Linked DNA regions of Sus scrofa: region 2 is linked to region 1. Evidence: chromatin contacts called from public HiChIP or PLAC-seq data. All regions are on one chromosome and are shown on one strand. Each heading gives the region's core, a stretch centred on a gene start, on an enhancer-like site or on the middle of the called end of the contact. The rest is flanking DNA. Distances are from core to core; before and after follow the strand shown.

The links. HiChIP or PLAC-seq counts read pairs in DNA pulled down with a chosen protein or histone mark.
Region 2: an H3K27ac HiChIP or PLAC-seq map of skeletal muscle shows a contact between it and region 1, with 15 times the contacts expected there. The contact joins two enhancer-like sites. A contact is called at or near these places in 1 of 47 Hi-C or Micro-C datasets (embryonic fibroblasts) and 1 of 2 datasets of contacts at active chromatin or transcription factors (skeletal muscle).

What each region holds. Positions count from the first base shown.
Region 1 is chr15:85,702,616-85,708,360 of Sscrofa11.1, forward strand. No RefSeq gene overlaps it. Among named protein-coding and RNA genes, the nearest start is that of CWC22, 100 kb to the left of the region's middle. Within about 2 kb of position 2,951, at least 5 of the 83 cell types and tissues checked have an H3K27ac peak or open chromatin away from gene starts, as enhancers often do. A contact at or near this core is called in skeletal muscle, where this site is marked.
Region 2 is chr15:86,364,546-86,369,549 of Sscrofa11.1, forward strand. No RefSeq gene overlaps it. Among named protein-coding and RNA genes, the nearest start is that of UBE2E3, 100 kb to the right of the region's middle. Within about 2 kb of position 3,401, at least 1 of the 83 cell types and tissues checked has an H3K27ac peak or open chromatin away from gene starts, as enhancers often do. A contact at or near this core is called in skeletal muscle, where this site is marked.

The sequences.
Region 1 (5,745 bases), core at 1,701-4,200:
TTCCCAAACTTTCCTTAAGATTAGAATCGCCTGGAGGTGGGAGCAGCTTTAAAACCTTCCAAAGCCCAGGTTACACCCTAAGCCACATAAATCAAAATGCCTAGGGATGGGAGCCAGGCGTTGCTATAGTTTAGATCCTCTGATGATTTCAGTGTGCTGTGAAGGTTTGGGAACTACTGCTTTTGGTGTCCTATAATGTGTGTCAGCTTACCATAACTTTACACTTGGCTATTTTTGGTTTAATATTGTTCTCCCATTATATTTTTGTTACTCATCTAAAATAATAGAAAACAAGTTTTATGCTGATTGAAGCAGAGATTATTGTTGCTCCAGTCAGATTCCCTTGGATCCCTTTCATCCAGCTGTTGGTCATTTTGTAGCTTTGGTGTGGTTTTGCTTCCAGTGACCAGCACTTGTGAACCTACTTTGCCAGGCGACCTCAGGCTCTTTATCTCAAGAGCAATGTGCTTGGGAGTATGAATGCTCAGTCCCCTCATTTCTTGTTTGAATAAATGTCAGAGTTCCTTGCAGGATCAGGTCAAGGACACCCTCCGTGGGACTTAGTCTGAAACATATCCTTGCATGGCTTTCATTTCTGATCTGCTTTCCCTACTCCCTTCTGATTTCTCCTGGGAGCACCTTCTTAATAAATCACTCATGAATTCTCATATCAGAATCTGCCTCTTGGGAACCCAACCTAAGGTACTTATCCTTCCTTCAAAGCAGAGTGCTGAGCATATATAAAATTCAATGAAGATTTATTAGAAGAGGGATTCTTGATATGAGAAATAGAAACACAATTTAATAAAACCTTAATTGAAGGTACTGAAATATGATATATTCAGGGGTTCTCTGTAGAATTAGAAATACTTTCTTAAATGTAATTTAAAAAGCCTGGACATATTGAAATCTCTCTTGGGGTAGGAAATATGGGCTAGGTAAAATGTTCTCCACAATATTTATAAAAACATCCAAGGAACAGTTTGAGACCAAGCAATGCGTAGTATGAAGGCAGTTACATTGATATCACAATTGAACAACAGAATAGGAGATCCTACATTTAACCTCATGTTGCAGATGTTGAGAGGGGCTTTCTTTCTAGACTTAGGCCCAAGAATTTGCTTTTTTAACAAGTTCCCAGGTTGGCTTCATGACATGGGAGTCCCAGGAGGAGGGGCGAGCTACATCCCTGTGGGTCACCAGTTTTACCTGCCGGGGCTCAGTAAAATTGTATTTTTATGAGTCATGAAAATTATTAGACATTAATAATCTGCCTGAGATATTGTGAGGCAGGAAAGTGGCAGTCCATCAGTCACATTTGGAACAGTGGTTGGAAAAATAAAATTGCTTCTTGTTAATGTTCAGTGAATGCTTACCCTTACTTAAACTATCAGCTCACCTGTAACAGGGGTTTGCATATAAATTTTGTGGGCAGCAAAGCAGATTTTTAACATCTTGAGTGGTTTACTTTCCATTTCCTTCTCAGGGCCAACAGCAGTGATTTTGTGTCTCTTTTTTCCTTTCTCTCTCTCTCTCTCTTCCTGGGGTCCATAGTAGAGAAGAGAGAATTTGACTTATTCAACTGTTTTGTTTATAAGGTGTGCAATTATATGGATCATTTTACATTTATACAGAACATAGGCATTTTTCTTTTCTTTTCCTATAATTAGTTATCAATTATTATCAGGAGGCTTGAGGCTTTAGCACATACACCCAGCACTTGAAGATAATGTTTTGATATAAGTTCCCATTTTCACTACCTATTCTTATCAGACTACTTTGGGAAATCTGTGCATATTTTTTGGTTTATGAAAGTCCTCAGCTAATATCTTTGCTCTCTTTTCATACAAAAATGGCTTATGCATGCCACAATATACTGTTTTTGTTCACTTACCCTTTTGGGTTGTATCACAGTAGGCAAGTGATGTGGCCCTTTTCTGTTAAAATAAACCACCATTTTAGGTTGTTTGATGTTAAAACAAAATTTCACTAGGTGGCGGTGTTGGAATGAAAACTAATATATCTCTCATCGCCTTCTGTCCATAGAAAATCCTCTGTTTAAAATCTATTGTAACTTGTCATTTTGGCTTTTGAATCGGGTCTGCTTCCCTCTAAATTAAATAGATTGGGATGATTTGGTGTTTAGGCAATAGAACATGCAATGTTTCCTGGAGACCCCCAGAGGACACTGGGCAAAAACAATGAGGAGGTATTTTTTGTTCAATTGTCATCCAGATCACTTCTTTGTTGGTATTTTTGGCTGCCTTATGCTACTCCACTGATGTTTAGGAACAATTGCATAGTGACAAAATATTTTGACCCTGCTCAGTGGCCCAGTCTATGGATACTTCACCCAGTCTCGTCTCCATTTGACTGAAGTTCTGATGGATTTATTAGATTGCTTCTAAGAATTAACTGATCTTTGCCCGTTTGTCCAGTGCTTCTCCAAGTATGGTCCCTGGACCAGCACTATCATTTGGGAATTTGTTAGGAAGGTAAAGTCTCAGGCCCAAAAGCCAGATAGGCTAAATCGGAAACCCGGGCAGTAGGGCCCAAAGATCAAGAGTTCTACAAGCCCACAAAGTGACTTTTTTTTTTTCTTTTTCTTTTTTTTTGCTTTTTAGGGCCTCACTTGCGGAATATGGAGCTTTCCAGGCTAGGGGTCTAATCAGAACTGCAGCTTCCGGCCTACACCACAGCCACAGCCACGCCAGATCTGAGCTGCATCTGCGACCTACACCACAGCTCACCCCAGGTCCTTAATCCACTAAGTGAGGCCAGGAATTGAACTGCAACCTCATGGTTCTTAGTGAGATTTGTTTCCACTGCGCCACGATAGGACCTCCCCCGCCAGGTGATTTTAATGCCCACTGAACTTGAGAACCACTGTGCTAGAGCCTTCCTGGGAAGAAAACGCTTATTCTTGGGCTAACCTCTCTCCTGAGTCCTTAAAGAACTTTGAAGGCAGACAGGTGGGTGAAAGATTTGAAGGCAAGTGTTTGTTCCACTTGGCCTACAGGAGGGCTGGCTGGCTCTGCTCTCCCTTAAAGTTCTCTCTGTCCCCACAAAACCCTTCCATTATAGTGATATTTAAGCCTATTTCTAGTATGTCAACCAAGTGGGAAAGTCTGATTAGTCGTTCACACTCCTTTTTCAGGAAAGAGGCCGCCCAAGAGGCCGCCAGAGGGCAGCCGCGTTCCTATTCTGCCTCTGCCTTACTGAAAGGCGGGTTCTGGCTCTTTCGTCAAAGAAAGGTGATCCAGTGGCCGCGGTCCTTTGGCTCGGCTGTTTGTCTCTTTCCCTGAGGCAGTTTGAATCAGAGCCGAAAGAGAGAGAGAGAGGAATTGATTAGTGTGTCAGAGAGCTACTATGTGAGACTTCAATCCACCACTGGCCCTGTTTCACTAAGTAAATGCCGGGAAAGCTCTGGAGGTTCCACAGGAGGTCGCGGTCTAGTGAAGCAGGGTCTCCTTGAAGCGCAGTCAGCTCAAACAGGCGCCTGGAACAGCTCTTGTCTTCTGTCCAGTGTTGGACTCTGGATACCTGCACATCCGGATCTTTTAAATCTCCTGATGCCCAGGCTGCACCCCAGGCCAATCCCCTCAAAATCTTGGGAGTTTTCTGGACCGTCGGTATAGTTTAAATTTTGCTAAGTGCCTCACTGTGCATCTAGGACTGGGAATCACTATGTTGAAGATGTTGAGATTAATCTGTGGCGAAGTTGTTTCAATGCAGAAACCTTGGTTGTTGCCTCATATCGTAGTGTAAATTTCAAAAGGGAGTTTTCCGTTTTGGCCAGTTTTGTTATTCAAATGGAGAGGTTTATGGTACCACAGAAAGGCATCACTCCCCCTGTTCCCACTTTCTCCTCCTTTTCCCTTTCCTCTGTCCTTCCTTCCTCCTTTCCTCCCTTCCTTCACTGAACCTAGGTTTGGCTGCTTGCTTCTCATAAGTCAATAATTTGAGAGACAAGTGTCAGTAGAAAGAAAAGTTGCTTTAATCAGAAAAGCAGGCTATCTGGAGAGAAGGTGGACTTGTGTCTAGAAACTAACTCTGAAGATTCTGCTCAGCCAGGACAGTTGTTAAAGGAAAAACTGGGGGCAGAGGGTGGGGAGGATCTCAGGGAATCTTTAAGGCAGGAGGTTGGGTTCTGCATCATTGTCCATTGAATGACTTTCCCTTCAGATATTATTTTACCTGTGTGATCTTCCTGCAGGATTGCTGATGGGGGCTGTTGGGGATAGAGAGCTAATCAATTTTTAACTGCTTAATTCTTTTTATTTAGGAAAAGAATCAACAGGTGAGACAAGACATGGTGTGCATTCAGTAGAGTCAGTTCAATTGTTTAGTCATCTCATTCCTATAATTAGGTACTTTTAAGTTTAGAGGGGAACAGAAATTGGCAAACAGGAAAGGGGTAAAAGAGCTGCTTTCACTTCCCTTCTTTCTTCCCTCCTTTCCCTCTTTTTCTCTTTCTTTCCTTATTTCTTTCTTTCCTGATAGTCCAAATTTGTGGCTATAAATTAGAGCACATTACTGCTACTTAAAAGGAAAATTTTACCAAAATTAAATAGTCAGTGTTCTGAGCTTAAAATATTCTGGTTTCCTTTTTGGCTTTGCTAAATGTTCTTAGGTTCCCCTGGCTTTAGTCTCTATTTAAAGGATATGATAGTAAAAAATTTACATCAGGCTTGATGAAAGACTGCTTTTTATCTCACTAGCTAGTACTGGATAGAATGAAAACATCCTGTAATAATTGCTTGCAAAACTCTGTAGAACTACTCACAGGAGTTGGAAATTGTTGTACTAAATAAGGTGAGTTTCATGAAACTGCGAATATTTTCTACTCTATTTATCCTGGAAAATCCTGTGTGCATCCATTGCAAAATTCTTAATAATAGGTAGAAGGGAACAGTTGTGGCATGTGAAATAAGACATATGGTTCAATTTGGTATAAAAGTGTAAATGAGGCTAAGCTTAGTTGTTTGCACCAAAGGGGGACCTAAAAAGCATTTCCAGAAATTCCACTGTTGGTGATAAACTGTGATTCCCTAGACATCACTTTTAGAAACATACATGTTACTAGAAGAAATAACTTGTTAGGTTCTTCCTTGGCAAAGTTTTATCAAGTTGTTCTTTGTGAATGGAGATTATATGAGAAAATTTGGAGGCTCAGGAAGAGGGAACCCAGTGAAGCACAGGCTGGGAAGAAAGCAGAGCAAATTAAATAATGAAGAATCAAAGAAGGGGTTTATTTTCCATTTTGACTTGAGAATAAATCAGGGCCCAAACTGGAAATTTTGAAGTGGCTCATTGTAGAACCAGTGCTCCAACTTTCCGTCTGATGGTTCATTGGTTTGTGAGTGCCTTGGAGAACAAACAATTCTGTATCCTCTATAGTAAAGTGTCTTGTATTCCAGAGGTTTTCTGGATTCTAGAGACTTTTCTCATGGTAATGTGACTTATTAAGAATTTAGACCCTCTCTGCATTTGGATCAACATTAGTTAGGAAACAGTGAACTTTTAAAATCACGGTTTAGATTCAGTTTACATTTAAATTTCACACTCATGGACTCTCTGACAGATGGATGTTTAGCACTTCTGTCTTTGAGGGATTGGCAAAGGATTTCAGAGACCTATTTGGTATTGAACCTATTTTGTTGTTTAATTGGTAAACTTCTATTCCTATGGTACTATACACATTTCAGGCATCAGTGCATTTCTGTCTGAAGACATAAACATATT
Region 2 (5,004 bases), core at 2,151-4,650, 660 kb after region 1:
GTTATTAGCAAAATTAAACAGAAATAAAAACAAAAAGAATCCTTTCTATCCTGAAGATTTCTGACCTTCACCAAGCTACTAAAGTTACTAAAGGATCCATCTCCTATTCAACCAGGGGTATTGTGTCTTACTAAAGCTAAAGATTTCTTAGCAGAAAGACCTCTTTGATATTAGTAGGTTCTCCTAAGGACATTGCTGCGAGGTAGACATTTGAAGCAAGTCTACATCAAGATGTGTCTCTGGTTGCTTACCCAGAAGGCTTTGCAGGCTCATTTTAAGCACTGTGCTTGTTCAGTTCCTGATCATCTCTAAATGAACCATTTCAGTTGCTTCCTAAATTACACTGTTACCCATGCAACATTCAGAGTTGTCTCTCTAAGACATAAATGTGATCCTGCTAACTTTAGCTTACTCTCCCACTGCATACAAGACAGTCCCAAATTCTGTAGCATAAGATGCTTGACTCTTCACACTATGGTCCCAGCCAATCTTTTCCAATTTCCTCTCCCACCACATCTTTCCACATCTTCTAGCCACTCTGAATTCCTCCCCACATGCCAATTATGCCATGTTCACTCGTAAATCACTTATTAATCCCCAAACTCCTCAAATGCTAAGAAAATACTTAATCATCCATCCAGACCTATGTTAAAAGCCACCTCCTTTGTGAAAATTTTCTTATTCCTCCAAGAAGAATATTTCAATCCTCTCAGTAGCTACCTCACTTTTTGCGGTACCCACATTATAGTACATATGTCATCTTACTGCAATCGTATGTTTTTTTATTTTATTATGATTATTTTTTTCATTTTTGGCCACCCCACGGCATATGGAGCTCCCAGGCCAAGGATCAGATTGGAGCTGCAGTTGTGACCCAAGCTGCAGCTGCAGCAATGCCCAAACCTTAACCCACTGTGCCGGGCTAGGGATTGAAATGCATCCCAGCTCTCCCCAGACACTGCTGATCCCATTGTGCCCCAGCAGAAGCTTCCCAATTGTATCTTAATATGTCTGACTCAACTATCAGATTTTGATTGGTACTGTGGATTATGAATCGTAAACTGTTTCCCAGCACCATGCACAGCATATGAACCTCGGTAACAACTCAAATGTTTGCTGAAGAATGAAAGTCCAAGCAGGTACAAATCTTTCCTTAGGGATAGGAAGAGTACGGGATTCCCACATTAAATTAAACCCTCTCTTATAGCAAAGATTTCCCTTTTATTTTTTTGGTCCATGGAGTAAACAAAGCTTTCCTACATTTGGATTCTTATCCCCTGTCAGTTTCTATGCATCTTAGTGTGACAGGGATATAGTCTTATGCTTTGGAAAACTGGTCAAGTTTATCTTTATAGCTACTGCACTGGGGGATTACTGTGGAGATAATTTAGGCCAAATTTTATCTTAGAAAAGAATTATAAGAATATTTCTAAATAAAACTATTTTGATCAGATTTGTTTTCATGAGAATTCTACTAGCCAAAGGTAGATGGTCTCTTAAATGGATACTTTTCAGACACAGAAGGAATGCTATATTTGGAAGATTTGGTTACAAATGAGAAAACAGACCAATAGACCAAGACTGTAAAAATCTGGTGAATGAAAGGGATTGTTTAAAGAAACTTGTAATAACACAAGAAATCTGAAGCTATTTAATTTCAGTGCCAATTGATGAAAATTTGAAGAGTAAGGTTGATTCCCTTGTATCGACAAAAACAGAGATGTGATTGCATAACTTAAGCAAATCTTCATATTGATCTGAATGCAGAAAGTACTGCCCTGTCAATGGACAGATATATGTATCTAACCATTCAGAGAAAAAAAAAATACCATGAGGTTATACATCTCTGGTTTCCCTACTGTGCCAAAGCATCTTCAAACATAAAGAGAGCTGCACCCAAGACAACCTGATTCTTTTCCCACCAGCTGACATTGTTTCGGTTCTTGCTTGTAAACACATCCAAGGTGTGGAGCATGAGGAGGTTCTATACATGATTTTAAATAAAACATTTTTATTATAAATATAGAAGAATGACTGGAGGAAGGAAACTTATCCAACACATTGGCACTTAATATGAACACACAAAAGACTGCGTTGTGCTATGCCCAGTAATTATTATTAAGCATTTGTATAGAACTTTATATTTACAAAGTGCTTTGTAGTCTTTTATATTATTATTCCTCACAGCAGCCTTATGAGGGAGGTTGGTATTGTTAAATCTATTTTATACCACTTCAGGAGGTCCCTCTTTGAAGCACTTTGAAATAAACCTTGAAGAATCAAAACCCTTCAGTGTGTCTGGAATAACAAGGTGGGAAAAAACCCCATGGTGAAAGTTTGCGTTAAAAAAGAAATCCCAAAGGGAGCCTGTGTGCTGGAGAAGGAGATCAGAGACCAAAACAGGAGCTGGAAATTGCACCAAGTTGATGTGGAAATAATGAGCAGCCTGAATATAGTGAGCTCCTTGGACCAGGCTGGTTATGAGACCTCTTTAATTCTTATTTCTCTAGAACACCTGGTCTCAGGTATTGATAAGCTGTCAATAAACCACATATGTTTATATGATATCCAGATAAGATTGGTGAATGCCCTTCATCTTCATTTTTATGTTTTATATCATATAATATATAATCACAAATGATGAAATGCAGTGCAGTTAGTCACTGGGTTCTGTTACATATCTGATTGGCTCATCAGCACACAGGAAGAAATTTTTATTTGCATAACCTTGGAACTTTATTTTTTTGCCCACTTTTTTAAAAAAAATTAATACTTTATGGAAAATTTGGAGAATGAATTAAAGAAAAAATTAGAAAATTGTATCCATAATCCTAATGCCTAAGATAATCAAAATAAAAAATTTTGTATTTCCTTCACATCTTTGTCTAAGCATCTTTTACACTTTTCTGATTATATAATGCATATAATTTTGCATACTTCTTTTTCATTTTTGATTTTAATGTAAGCATTATTCTATCTTTTGTGTAATAAATGCTAGGACTAACTCTTCTAAGCCTGTAGAAATATACTGAGTTCTAAAAAGCACAGAGATTTTAGCACTACCCTAAAATAGCATTACCTTAAAAATAGCATTACTCTTGAAATTTAATATGATAAACTTCCCTAGCGATGACAGAAGTCTGTCACAATTTGTATGAAATGGATCATCAGTCTCATGGCTTTAAATGCCTCTACATGCTAACTCTCAAATTATATGTTCACATCTCTCTTCTGAATTCCAAATTTACAAATCCAACTGCCCACTCAGCCTTTTCATTTGAATGTTTAATGGACATCTCCAAACCTAAAATGAATAGCACTAAACTCTTGATATTAGTTTCCCTTACACCCTCCACTAAGCCTGCCCCACCAGGGATCTTCCTATCTGACTTAATGGAAACTAAAATGCTTCCAGTAGCTCAAGCCAAAACAAGGAATCAGTCTTCACTTCTCCATTTCTGTCACACTTAATACCTCATTTACTAGCAAATCTTCTTCCTTCAAGATCTAATCTCCACTCACAATCTCTACTGATACCAACAGATTCAAGTCACTGATTTCCCCCTGAATTATTGCATTGGCCTCTTTGTCTGGTCTCTGCTTCTGCTTTTGCACATTTTAATATGACTGTTGATCTAGCAGCCAATGCAACTCTATTAAAATCTGCCAGAACATGACTGTCCTATTGAACACCTTGCAATGGCTTCCCATTTCATTCACAGCATAAGCCTTCCTTATATTTAAATCCACATGATCTTTTCCTAATATACACATTCTTTGTTTCTTAGACTTCATCTTGGGTCACTGTTCAGGGTGTCCAATCTACTCCAGCCACACTGGATTCCTCCAATAAACATTCCAGAACTCTCCTGCCTTGGAACTTTTTCACTTCTTGAGCCCTTTTCTCCAAATGATCACATAGCTCCCTGCTATAGCTGTTCCCTTCCTAGTCACCCCATCAAAACTCAACAGCTCTCCCCACCACTAAACCATCTATCTTCCTTTACTACCTTTTCCTTCTTAAATATTTAGCTTGGCTTAACTTATGATATGTTTCTTGTTAATCCTGTTTGATATATTCTTTCCCCACTAGTATGTAAACTAGAATGTAGCAAGACTACAAGGATATGGCTTTTTGCCTCTTTTGTATGTTGCTATATTTCTAGTAAAAACAATATTCAATACACAGTGTGTGACAAATATTTGTTGACTAAATGAACCTTCAGTCACAATATGTGAAAATTGCTTTTAACAGACATAGCTAATTTAAAGGTTAGGGGACAATGAGTAGGGCTAAACAAAGTATTTAGAGAAGATGCAAAGTAAAGTAGTCTGTACATGATGAGATGCCAAAGAAGGTAACAACTCTTCATCTAGGAGGAAATCATTGATATTCAAGGCCAAGGTTTTTGATTGGATTCCATTCTCTTTCTATGATTCAGGGTAGGTTAGATTCTAATGATGGAGCCCTTCTTGCAGTGTCAATAGTAACTTGGAAACTGTGTAATGAGAAATTTGTTTACAATACCTGGTTCTTACAATATTTTTTTTGTTGCAGTTTTATTGAGATATAGTTGACATACAGTACTACATGTATTTTTTTTTTTTTCATCTTTTTGTCTTTTCTAGGGCCACACCCGCAGCATATGGATGTTCCCAGGCTAGGAGTCAAATCAGAGCTGTAGCCGCCGGCCTATGCCAGAGCCACAGCAACGTGGGATCCGAGCCGCTTCTGCAACCTATACCACAGCTGACGGTAATGCCGGATCCTTAACCCACTGAGCAAGGCCAGGGATCGAACCCGAATCCCTGGTTCCTAGTCAGATATGTTAACCACTGCACCAAGACGGGAACTCCAGTACTACATGTATTTAAGATGTACCTCATGAATTAGCTTACATACATCATGAAATGATTATCCCAATAATTTTAGTGAACACCCATCATGTCATATAAATACAAAGTTAAAGTAATAGAAAAAAAAATTTTTTCTTGTGATGAGAA